Linked DNA regions of Mus musculus: all the other regions are linked to region 2. A link is a contact called in public Hi-C and promoter capture Hi-C data. All regions are on one chromosome and are shown on one strand. The core of a region is the stretch at or near the end of the contact, and the rest is flanking DNA. Distances in the headings are between cores, read along the strand shown. Region 1 holds the start of Dph6 (diphthamine biosynthesis 6). Region 2 holds the start of Slx4ip (SLX4 interacting protein). Region 3 holds the start of Arhgap11a (Rho GTPase activating protein 11A).

The links. Promoter capture Hi-C pulls out the DNA fragments that hold promoters and counts their contacts. A called contact is a pair of places that touch in the nucleus more often than the background predicts.
Region 1: a promoter capture Hi-C map of pre-B cells shows a contact between it and region 2, with 4 times the contacts expected there. The contact joins the promoter of Dph6 here to the promoter of Slx4ip in region 2. A contact is called at or near these places in 1 of 39 promoter capture datasets (pre-B cells) and 1 of 484 Hi-C or Micro-C datasets (CD4 T cells).
Region 3: a Hi-C map of pre-B cells shows a contact between it and region 2, with 13 times the contacts expected there. The contact joins the promoter of Arhgap11a here to the promoter of Slx4ip in region 2. A contact is called at or near these places in 2 of 39 promoter capture datasets (liver and pre-B cells) and 2 of 484 Hi-C or Micro-C datasets (CD4 T cells and pre-B cells).

What each region holds. Positions count from the first base shown.
Region 1 is chr2:114,653,027-114,656,935 of GRCm38.p6, reverse strand. It overlaps Dph6 (diphthamine biosynthesis 6), which reads left to right and starts at 1,972. Exons shown (of 9, transcript NM_025675.5): 1 at 1,972-2,105. The coding sequence starts at 2,083.
Region 2 is chr2:136,890,258-136,894,389 of GRCm38.p6, reverse strand. Slx4ip (SLX4 interacting protein) reads right to left here and starts at 2,222. Exons shown (of 8, transcript NM_028834.3): 1 at 2,029-2,222. It overlaps Mkks (McKusick-Kaufman syndrome), which reads left to right and starts at 2,984. Exons shown (of 6, transcript NM_021527.2): 1 at 2,984-3,347.
Region 3 is chr2:113,846,752-113,851,152 of GRCm38.p6, reverse strand. Arhgap11a (Rho GTPase activating protein 11A) reads left to right here and starts at 2,492. Exons shown (of 12, transcript NM_181416.3): 1 at 2,492-3,192. The coding sequence starts at 3,064.

The DNA of each region.
Region 1 (3,909 bases), core at 723-3,222, about 22 Mb after region 2:
AAGACGGATTGCTAATGTGTATCCCACACAATGTGAGGTGTCTCACACATCCTACCTTTAGTTCATGATATTGTTCTCATTTCTCATGGCTTTCTTTAGTAACCCATATCTGTCTATTCAACTATATTGACTGTTTTAAAAATACTAATTCTTTTCATGTTTTGCCAAATCCATCATCTTGTTTTTAGATCACATCACATCATCTCTCCTGGAACATTAAAATAGATTTCTTCCCTAATAGATGTTTTCAACATTGCAGTGTTATAAGAACCTGTTGTCCTTATAAAACCTTCAACCATACCTGTGCTATAAAGTCTGAGATGGCCTACACCACCTTGGATGATCTTCTCTCTCCACCACCCAGACTTCATCTTCCATCATGCATTCTGGTTACTCTTCTCCAGTTACCTGTTCTTTTGTCATCAAACCTTCAGTTCAAAACCTGTGCCCAATTCATGTCCTGCCAGCAGTCTTTAATTAAAATACAATTTTAAAAGCCAGGTGAAGGGCTGGAGAGATGGCTTAGCGGTAAAGAGCACTGACTGCTCTTCCAGAGGTCCTGAGTTCAATTCCCAGCAACCACATGGTGGCTCACAACCATCTGTAGTGGGCATCCAATGCTGTCTAAGGCTGTGTCTAAAGGCAGTGACAGTGTATCCCACATGTATGAAATAAATATGGCCAGAACCAGCAGGCTGGAAAAAAAAAAGCCAGGTGAAAGTAGAAATCAGAAAGGGAGATTTATTCAACATGGATACATTGGGAAGACGGATTTTGGGAGTTTGGGCATTCACTGGAGATATATATATGTATATATATACATATATATATATATATATATATATATATACACACACACACACATATACACACACACACACACACATATATATATATATATATATATATATATATATATGTATTACATGTATATAATGTGTATATACATAGGCAGTGGTGGCGCACACCTTTAATCCCAGCACTCAGGAGGCAGAGGCAAGTGGATTTCTGAGTTCTAGGCCAGCCTGGTCTACAGAGTGAGTTCCAGGACAGCCAGGGCTACACATAGAAAACCTGTCTCAAAAAAAAAAAAAAAAAAAAATATATATATATATATATATATATATATATATATATACATTCTTTACATATGAATAATATTCAAAGATGTATATGTTTAAGTTAGTTTAACTCACCAATAATGCCACGTGTACCCTCTATTTCTGCATTTTTTTTCTGTCTCTCTCTTTCTCTCTCTTTTGGTACAGTATTTTTCACTTTAACATACAATTCTCTTTTTAAATTCTCTTCTTCCTACACCTCTACACAAACTCCTTGTTCATGGATGTAGGTAGGCATGGTGGTCTATATCGTACACCAGTTGATCCCAGGAGCTCCAAAGAGTGCTTAGTACATTCAAATAACTAAGTACTGGCAAACGTATTTTAAATTAGATTTTCGTTTTGCTTTCTGGAGTGCAAGTTTTTCAGTTTCTGTATTGGGAAAATGCAAAAACACAGTATAGGAGGCGGAGGTCATGTAGCCTCACTGGTTCAATGGGCAGAGATGCAAACCTCGAAGTTAAAAGTGATCAGGGGTTAGTGGGTTTTTTTTTTTGGAGGGGGGGTAGGAAGGGCGAAAAGATTTCTTTCTTGTAGTTGACGAAGAGAGGAGAGAGACTAAATCCCCTTTCCAAGGTAGTGTTTCAAATCTTAGAACTTGTGACTTTGAATTTACTACCCAGACAATCCCAGCACCCTCAAGCGGTTTACCAAGGACCATGCCCTTCCCTTGGCAGCTTCACTGCCCTTACTTAGGTGGTTAGGCTGTGCCTAAACTTTTTTCTTTTTGTAAATTCTGAGCCATATATCCATGTATCAGGGAACAGATGCTGAGACTACCTAGCCTCTACACCCGGGTGTTCAGCAAGGTGCTGAAGGGGCAGTAGGCATGGTCGAGGGCAGGCAGCGCAGCAGACACCAGGTCGAGGACCGCGCGTGTAGGTCCAGTCGCCGCGGGATCCCGGGCCTGGCGTCTGTGGTTACCGCACGCACGCACGTACGCACGCACACTGCGCCCAGAATGAGGGTCGCGGCCCTGATCAGGTAATGAGGACTGGGGCCATCGCTTTACTCTTGGGCAAGGCTATATCCTGACGCGGCCACTGTAGAAACATCCGGAGCCACTTCTTGGGGCGCCGCGTGGGCCGGCCGGCGCCACGGCCACCGGAAGAGGCGGGGCGATCTGCTCGGGCTCCCTGGCCCCACGCGCCTCCTCTCTGGCAGCTTGGCAAAGCTAAACAGCACTAATTCCTGGGTCCTCCTCCTCCTCCGTGGGCGCATGGTCACCACGCCTGTTGGACTTTTATTTGCTCTGAACTTTGAGAGCCGCTGTTAACTTCACTTACTTGTTAGCAGTTTTTGTCCTCTATAATTCTCCTCAGTCTTGATCCTTTCCAGGAAGGAGGATTGCAACCTCACTCTCTTCTCACATCTCTGGCTTGCCGGGAGAGCTGTAGGATCCCCTAGATGGTTTGAGATTGCTTTGCTCCTATGTTGTCAGACACCTCCGTTGGAACTCAAGCTACTGACAGATGTATTTCCTCCTGGTTGAGTTGAAAATAAGCTAGGTTTTTCTAGATGCTCTGGAGTGCGTTGGATACAAATTTGCCTTACTGACCCTGGGCAACCCAAGTCATATTCCAAAAGTAGTTTGAAATCTAGTAACTTACTTAAAAGCCCAGATACTATAGCTGATAAGCAGAGCTATCCTTGATCTGTTTCAGTGCCTGGCAGTGATAAGGGGCATAGCAATATTAGTTTAAGACCCTTAAGTGTATTGTTTCTTGAGATTTAGACCTCAAAAAAGTGTGAATTCCACTTTATTGCTACAGTCTCTTTTTGTTAGCCTAGTGAAGCACACGTACACATTTGTTGTTAATGCCCTAGGTAACTGATGCTAGTTGACAGTGGGTGACAGTCTAGGTAAGCCAGTTTCTCTAGTGGCAGGAAAATGCCAGATCTGTTGATTCTGTGCCATTTTAAGGAAATGAAAACCCACCATAATTTAATAAATTTTACACATAAAGGGAATAAAACTTTAACCATCACGATTATTTGGTGAAGAGAGATAAAAATTAAATGTGAGCCAGGAAGGCAGCCATGGAACTTAGTTTACCGAAGCTCAGCAGGGTAGTAAAACATGTGAAACTGGAGAGAAGAAAGTCTCAGTGGAGTGTGTTCCTCAAAACACTCAGTGGATAGGAATTTAGAGGTGCTGTTTGAGAAATTATACAATTAAAAGCTGTATATTAGGAAATAAGAATGCACAAAATAAATATACATGTACTGTGTATGATTGTGTATAACATGGCCATATATTTAAGCTTCAGTTTGATAAATCTGTGTGCATTGTGTACCCACATGCATGTATTTGAATTTGTGTGTACAACAGTTGATAGGGTATGAATGTATTTCCAGGACAAAATGAAACACATTCTTTTATATCACTAAGTCAAAGACTAAAAAAAACTCAAAAAAAAAAAAAAAAAAAAAGATGTCCTGTTGAATGGAAGCTTGTAGATTATCTAGGCAGGCTATTTTAAATTTATTCTGAAGCATAGAAACCCAAATATATTGTGATTGCATTGTCTGCCTTTGGAATCTTCTGCCCGATCTGGGCTGCATTGTCTAGTCTCAAGAAGAAGCACCTAATCTTATTGCAACTTGATATGCCAAGGCTGGTTGGTCCTTAGGAGGCCTCCCCTTTTCTGCAAAGAAGGGGTGGTATGGTGGATGGAGCTACATGAGAGGGAGGTACTCATAGGAGAGGAGCGAGGAGAGGTGGCATCAGGATGCAAAGGAAATGAATAACATCATCATAATAATTAACAGTAAAAAATTCTTTGTT
Region 2 (4,132 bases), core at 973-3,472:
TCATTATTTGACTGTGATGATGATTCACCAGTGTTTATATATGTAAAACACATCACCTGGTACATTTTAAAGAAATGCTGTTATTTGTACTACAACTTCATCTCAATAAGGCTATGTTTAAAAGAAGATCTTTTGATTTAAAAAATGTATTTAAAAATCATCTTCCTGGCCTTGGGTAATGTATTTAGACCACCTTGTTTTTCAAATTGATGCACAAAGTGGAAAGCCAAAGAATTTCAGTCATGGGAATGTATAAATAAAATCTTAATAATCCAAACTTGTAATTATAATATAATAAAATATACAGCTACAGGTAATATTTTCATAGCTGCTAGTATATGCCAGGTACTTCTTAAAAGAATTTTTTTAATTTATGTGCATGGGGGTGTGACTGTGTGCACCTTTGCACATGTGAGTGTAGGCACCCGCAGACATCAGACACCTCTGAGTTCCCAAGAAGCTGGAGTTACAGGCAATCGTGAACTGCCTGACATAGGTGCTGGGAACTAAACTCAGGTTGTCTAGAACAGCACACAGCTCTTGACTCTGGGCCAGCTCTCCAGCCCATGCCAGGTACTTAGGAAGCACATTGCTTGTATTAACTTAGCTAACTCTCACAGGAGTCCTACCTTACAAGTTAGGAAACTCAAGCACAAGGGTGGGTAACTGTCTTTTAGATCTCAGAGATGGAGCTGGGGTGAAGGAAGTAGGATGTACAGTCAGGGAAGACGTTTCAGAACTGATTTTTTTACCCATCCACACTACATCACTACCCTTAGTAGCACTGTAAAAATTGCAAACAAGCAATATTTCAGTGTAATAATGTTTTCCTACATACTCATAAAACATGAATATCCACAATGGAAACATTCATGTGAGACTCAGTAAAACAAATGGTGTTCATTCTTCTTTCCCACTTAGACTAAGGAAAAGACATATATGGCAAAGTAACAATTACTGGGAAGCTGGTTGACAAGGTAACCAGTCACTGGGACATTGGTTCAACACCCACCCAACCTAATACTCCTCCCTGTCTCCATGGTATTTTAAGTAAAGCCAAGAGGGAAGGTGAAAACCAATCTTACGCCTAACAGCATGAAAACCATGTCTCAAATACCTTAGTGTCATCTATATTCCACATAGTCTCCATTTCTATCTGCAACTGGTCTGAAGTCTGGTTTAGAAGCTTCCCAGGTGACTGTCATGGGCAGCCAAGGTTGAGAACTACTGATTTTCTTTTCTCATACAAGAAGACACAGAAGAAAGCCTGGTGCTACAAAAAGCTAAGGTAAGCCACAGTCCAAAGTTTCCAAGTCACTATTATACTGTGCCCAAGTGCAGCTTCTACTCATTCCAAGAAACATGCTCCCAGAAGATGCTGGGATGGCTGGTCGATGATTACACTGAGCAACAAGGCCATGCTACCTGGACTATTAGCCTTACAATTATGGCTATATACAGTATCCAAGAAATACGAGAAGTGAGAACATGAAGTTGCTTGTCCAGCAGTGCTAAAAAAAAAAACATTAGAACATTATGTTCCTGGTCCCAGCTTTGGATATATCAAAGCAAGTGGATGAAAAGGAGGTTTCGTTTTGTTTTGTTTTGAAGTTTACTTCTATATTTTATAGCACAAAACTAGCTAAGTATTCAACAAATTCAATGAATGAATGAATGAATGGGAAGAATATACAAACACAGCTGATCACATTTTAAAGTCCTCTGGGAGCTATATTCACCTCTATAGATGCAGAAAGCCATACAATTAATGATCAAATTTGCTGTTCCATCCATTTTGCTTTGTTATTCTACGGAAATTCCCTCAACGTTATTGTCCCTTTAAATCTCAGTCTTCCTGAACAGTGGTGTTTAACAATTCTAATGGAAAGAGAAGGAATACCTAAGAGAAAAATTGTGTTAAGTCCCAAAATCCAAAACAAAAATACGTATTGGTATAAGATGGCCAAACAGTTCGGTCCAACTGAGGGAAGAGCTGGGTTATCCGAACGAAGTATCACACGCTCTTACCTACGATGGTGGCGGGAGGTGGGTTCGGGCTGTAATGCTTTGTTACTGTCCGGGGTCACTGGTGGACTAGTATAGTACCTGAACGGGAAAACTCAGACTAAAAAGGCGGCAGACCAAGCTTCAGCAGCTTTGGCTTACTTCCCGTTTCCCAGCGTCCCCTCGCACGTTAGAGAATGCAACCAGCGCCCAAACACAAGATGGCATTATCGACTTCATTCGGTTGGAAGCCACTGCCAGCACCTACGATGGCGCCCGAAGCCCTGGCTAAGGTAATGGGATAGCCGGAAAGAACTGCCCAAACGAAAAATGGCTTCTGTCGATGATATCAACGCTTTATGGAGACCAAAATAAAAATGGCGGCCAAAGCGGATTTTTTTTTTTTTTTTAAGAGGTTGGAAAAGCCACAAATACAATTGGCAGATAATGTATCACTGTACGTCAACGATATGTACTGATGGACAACAACAACAAAAGCCGTGTTTTTCGTATCACAAAACTATAGGGCAAGAGTAGAAAATATTTTTAATGAGGAAGATTAAAAGATACGTTGAAAAATAAAGGTGCCTTTCACGGTGCCAGAGAAAAGCGAAATAAAATATGTTTAAACATAATTTCATAATGCTTCGGGTGGTTCAAAAGAATAAAAGACTTATCTCTGAAGAAAAAAAAAAGAAAGGCAAAGCCAAGGAAATTAACCAACCGGATCCGGCACTGAATTGAAGACTCCCGACTTCTGCCAACCCCGCTCCTAGACTGGGCGGAAGTTTCCTGCATGGCGACAGGCTCTGTCTGCGCATGTTCGCTCTCTGACGTCACTCGGACCGGCAGGGCGGAGCCAGTTTCTACAGCTTAGGGCGTCCTGAGAGAGGTGGGAATTGACAACTGAGTGACAGGGCAAGGCGCCTTGTGATTGGTCAGAACAGAGGAAACGCCACCTAGGACTGGTAACAGCTTCATTCGTTCTACAAATACCTTTCGAGAGAGCAGAGAGCCGCACGCTCTGCCACCTTCTTGGTGCTGTGATGTGATGTGATGTGACCTTTCAATTTTGGTAGCGCGCACAGACAGAATACACGTCTGCCCGTAAGATTTCCGGTGACGGCCGCAGCTTTCCTTTGCGGGAGCTTCACGCAAACCCCGGAAGAGGGGCGGGGGAAGGAGGGGTGGTGCGCGTGAGCATAGAGTTGCGCATGCGCCTTCTTGCCGCGCAGGGCAAAGGTGGTGGCGCTCCGCTGCGTGGTTGGTTGCTGTGCAAGCGCGATTTCTGGTTTCTGGTGGTGAAGGTGGCCTGACCTAGAGGTGCAGCTGCTGGTGGGCAGGTGAGAGGGGCCAGGCCGCTGGTGGAGAAGCCAGCCTGCGGCCTCACCGCGTCCCCGCACGGAAAGGTCGCGAGTGGTTGGGACAAGGGTATTTGGGGGCGGGGATACAGAGGCACCTGGCTACCGGATTGGCCCAAGGACAGCTTTCAAAGTAGCTTCAGAGCGGGGCGGTGGTGGTGCACGCCTTTAATCCCAGCACTTGGGAGGCAGAGGCAGGCGGATTTCTGAGTTGGAGGCCAGCCTGGTCTACACAGTGAGTTCCAGGACAGTCAGAGCTACACAGAGAAACCCTGTCTCGGAAAACAAACAAACTAAACAAAACAACAACAATAAAAACAAAGTAGCTTCAGGATGTGACTATCTGATGATGGATCAGTGTGGGTGAGGAGGAGTGACCAATATCAGGTAGAGTTTGAATAGAGCTTCCTCAAACTCACATGCACAAGAATTGTAACTGAAATGACAGACCCATAATGCCACAGGAACTGGAAATACCTTTAAAATGCACGTTATTTACAGTTGCTGGCATCTTGAGAAAGCAATAAGTTGACACGTTGGGGGAAATGAACAGCCTAAACTACTCAAGGCAAGCAAAAAGACAGTTGTCATTCTGGAGTTTTACTCTCGGGTTGTTAGCCAGTTTCTGAGATTTACATATCTCTCATCATTTCTTGCTTTTTCCCCTTATTCTCTGAACATGACCCAGGCACCTCAGTGGACACAGAGTCTGGTTAGTGTCTGTTGATATCAAACATGCACAACCTGCCATGGAGAGATTACCCCAA
Region 3 (4,401 bases), core at 1,243-3,742, about 23 Mb after region 2:
CATAAACTTTCTGTTATTGAAGGGGTCCTTTGCTTTTGTTTAATTCCTTTTCACAAGTTGAAAGTTTATCTGGGTGGGACCTTTCCTTAAAGTCACTACTTCCTTTATTCTATTTACCACCAGGCTTTCTTTAAACATTTTATCACCTGGAGCACTAGACTTAGCTCCAGTACACTCTCTTTTCTTCTCAAACTGTACATTTTGCACTTCCCCTTGTCCAGCTTGTTCCTTTTCATTATATATCTGCATAAGAGTGACCACTAATAAACACACAACACAATCAATACTAAGTTGTCTTGCAGTCTTCTTGGTCAATGCCACTAATCCAAACCTTTTATCCTTGGGCAGATTTTTTTTTTTTTTTGAGAAAGGCAGAAAGCAGACACATCCTTCCACAAAATGTCATAATATTTTTTGTTGTTTTAAAAACAAAATCTCAATCATCCTGTTTTACTAAATGAAGACTCAGGAGCCAAAAAACCTACTAACTCCGAATGGCAGAGAACGCACCTAGCTGACCATCCTACTCAGGGACATCCCAAAAGGAAAAAGCCTTTCTCTTTCTCCATGGTGCACCTTTCAACTCAAAGGACGCTTCTGTTTATTTATTTATGTTCACTCCCTGTCAGTTTGGTTACTTGCTTTGCCTCTTGACCTAGGGTTGACTTTATTTAGCTCTGGATTAAAGGTGTGTGTTAGGGCTGAGCCACACCACAAGGTTTTTCTAGTTCACAATCTTGGGTTTCACAATGTGTTCAAATACCCTGAAACACTTCTGCTTCTCTGAAACCTCTTGGGCTGGGCCATCATCATCTACATTGCTCTCAGCACCATTGTGTTCCATGTTCCCAATAAGAAGACCCAGTAATATCCATTTCAAATGTTCAACTACCTTTCTAGTCCAAAGTCCTAACATCTACCATATTCCTATAACAGCATGGCCAAGCCTGTCACAATGATACCCTACTCCCTGGGACCAACTTCTGTTCCCAATTAGTTACTATCAGTGTGATGAAGCACTGACCAAAAGCAACATGGTGAAGAAAGAGATATTTAGCGTTATATATTCACATCACTGTCCATCATTGAAGGAAGCCAGGAAAGGAACTCAAACAGGACAGGAACCTGAAAGCAATAACTGATGCAGAGGCCATGGAGGAGTGCTACTTCCTGATTTACTCATTATAGCCTTCTCAAACTGATTTCTTACAAAACCGAAAACCACTTGCCCATGGATGGCACCACTCACAATGGGATGGGTCTTCCCCATCAATTACTTAGTAAGAAAATACCCTACAGCTGGAACGTGTGGCATTTTCCTCACTTGAGGTTCCCTCCCTTCAGATAATTTTAGCTTGTGTCAAGGTGACATAAAAACTATCCAGTGCATACATACATGGATGTAAATAGAAAGCACTATTTAATATTCAAAAGCTAACCTAAGCACCTTAAAAGGAATTCTTAGCCATCGAAGAACCAGAACAACGTGGCCTAGAGAAGGATATACACAACATAAGTTATTTTTATAGTTATGACTGAATGCATACACATTCTCTCTCTCTCTCTCTCTCTCTCTCTCTCTCTCTCTCTCTCATGTGTGTGTGTGTGTGAGAGAGAGAGAGAAAGAGAGAGAGAGAGAGAGAGAGAGAGAGAGAGAGAGAGAGAGAGAGAGAGAGAGTAGGATTACTGGTGTTTGGAAAAGGAAAGGCAGCTCTGGGAAACAAGAGGAGAAGGTGATGTCATGCATTTAAATCAGACAGCTGAGGTTTCAGTAATGGCAATGGCAAACAGGACTTCTGGTCCTTTAACCAAGTCCCACAGAGGTAAACTATTGCTGCAGCTGCCTCCTACAGCTCCGTATTCCTCCACTACTCTCTCGTGACAAGTCATCTTTGTTGTGCTTAATTACCTTAATTACCTTATGTAAGAAAATTTAATAATACCACCAGTCTCCCAAAGAAGGACCAATGGCTCACAGTTCCAATTCCCTTCTAAGACCTTGGGTCCGGGTCTCAAAAACAAAACAAAACAAACAACAACAACAACAACAACAAACGGCGTTTGTGATTCATAACTAAACTTGACTCCTCCCGCCTTCCGTAGAATCGGTTTTCCCTATGACGGGACCTTTAGCTTTAGTGGAGAAATGAAAGGGCGGAAGTGGGGGGAGGTTATGAGCTGTCTATTCGGATCTCCGAAGTATATTGTCCGAAGAGCAAAGCAAACATATTTGAACACGTTTTTGACATTTTTCTTCCAAAGAAATAGGCAAAGAGAAAGAGGAACTCACTCTCTTCACATTTCTTAACCCTGATCTCAACGCTCGCTGTGCTTTCGGCTTTGCCGGAACCTTTTAGACAGGCAGCTCCTGGCCACCCCAAAGGGTCCTCATTTTGAAAACAGGAGCGGGCCAATCGGATGCGGAGCGCTGTTTGGCGCTGGCATTTGAGCCACTGCTCAGGTGCGGTCGCGTCGGGTCTGATGTGTGCCGAGAAGGTGGGGCGCTGGCGGAGCCGAGTCACTAAGCTTTAGCGGGCCGGGGCCACAGGCAAGGCTGATGGGCTAGGGGAAAGGCTGCGTGTGAGACGGGGTGACGGCGGGGACCAGCCCGGGCAGGGACCGGGACTGGGGATCCCTGAGCAGCCGGCTGGCCCGGCTGGAGGGAGTAGCTTAAGGTTGCATTTCCATCTCAAGAAATCAGAGCGGGGAAGGCCACCCTGCGGGGAAGAGGATAAGTGGAAGTGTCCGGAAGCGAGAAACTAGCTGCAGGCGTTAGTCTGGGGAAACGGAAGAGTCAGAAAAAAGGGAAGTTTGTGGAAGTAACTGACAGGGCTGAGCGACCCGGAAAGAAGGCTGGTGGAAGTGAAACAAGAGTGAAGAGAGGCGCGAGAGAAGAAGGTCTGTGTAAGTGGATCGAGGGAAAGTGGAGGAAGAGTGCCAGAGGTGGCTGGAAGGCAGCGGAGCAGAGCGAGCCTGAGGGCGTTTGGCAAGTGGAAGAGTTGGTTGGTGGCAAAGAAAGTCAGGACCCGGAGTCGGCCTCGGAGAGTAGGCGACGTGTTCGGGATGTGGGATCAGAGACTGGTCAGATTGGCCCTGCTGCAGCAGCTTCGAGCTGTCTATGGCATTAAGGTCAAGGGTGGCCGCGGTCAGTGCGATCGCAGGAGACATGAAACTGCAGCTACGGAAATAAAGGTAAGTTACAACGTGTTGGGACAAGGGCATACCCATTTTATTCTGGATAAGAAAGACACGTGGTTAGAATGCAGTCTCGGTGGTGATGATCAGACGTGCCTCCCTATGTTGCCGTGGGTTTTTGTTTTGTTTTACAGTGCTAGGAATAGGATACCAGGCTCCCTACTTAAATACTGTGCCACCGATCTGGTAATCTGTCGTGTTTTAAACAAGCAGTATGTGGGGGAGGGGAACACACTATCCTGTCAGGCTGGGGTGGGCAGTCAGAACATTTCAAACGAATCATTAGGGAGACAGTCAGGCCAAGTTTAGAAATAGGCTTCATAGGATCCTTCTGTATCCAGCAATTTACGAAGAGGCCTGCTGCCCGACATTTTCGCAGTTTCTGATCTCTTTAGCAGAGTAGACATTACCCACCCAACATCAACATTTGTCCTTGACAAAACAAAGCTGTTTTTTTAACAAGCAAATTGAGAAACCAGAGTTGGTTGAAGTTTTTTGTTTTGTGTTGTTTTAATCACTCACTTTTGCTAAAGTCTCAGGATCCTCACCTCCACCCCCTGCTCCCCAGTTACTTTTGTGTGTGTGCACTGTTGGACCCATGCCATGCTATGCCATGCCATGCCATGCATCTGTGGTCAGAAGGACAACTTGCATGAATTCTCTCCTGTTTGTGGACCTTGGAGATCAAACTCAGGTTGTCAGGCTTAGCAACAAACGCTTCACTCGTCTAACTGTCACTGGCCCAATAAGCTGTTTTTTTGATTTAGTGGTAGAGGTCAAGAGATTTGGGTTGAGATCTTATCTCTAAGACTTTGTGAAAAACTGAATAAGTCATTTTAAAGTAAGTAGGAGCTGGGTGGTAGCACACTCCTTTAATCCCAGCACTTGGGAGGGCAAAAGCCAGCCTGGTCTAGGGAGTGAGTACCAGGCCAAGGCTATACAGAGAAATCCTGTCTCAAACAAAACAAAACAAAGGTATGTGAGTAATTTATTACTAGCACTTTGTAGTATTTGAAGACAAAAAGTTTCCATAATTTTGTATTATGTATTCAGGCTGGCCTTGAACTCACTAACTGATGCTGGCTAAAGCTCTTGATCCTCCAATTTCCCCCTCTCTGGTATTGTGATTAGAAAGGTGTATCACCACACTGACTTAATGTTTGTTTATGGTTAAAAATTACGGTGGATACTTCTGTTGGTAAAACT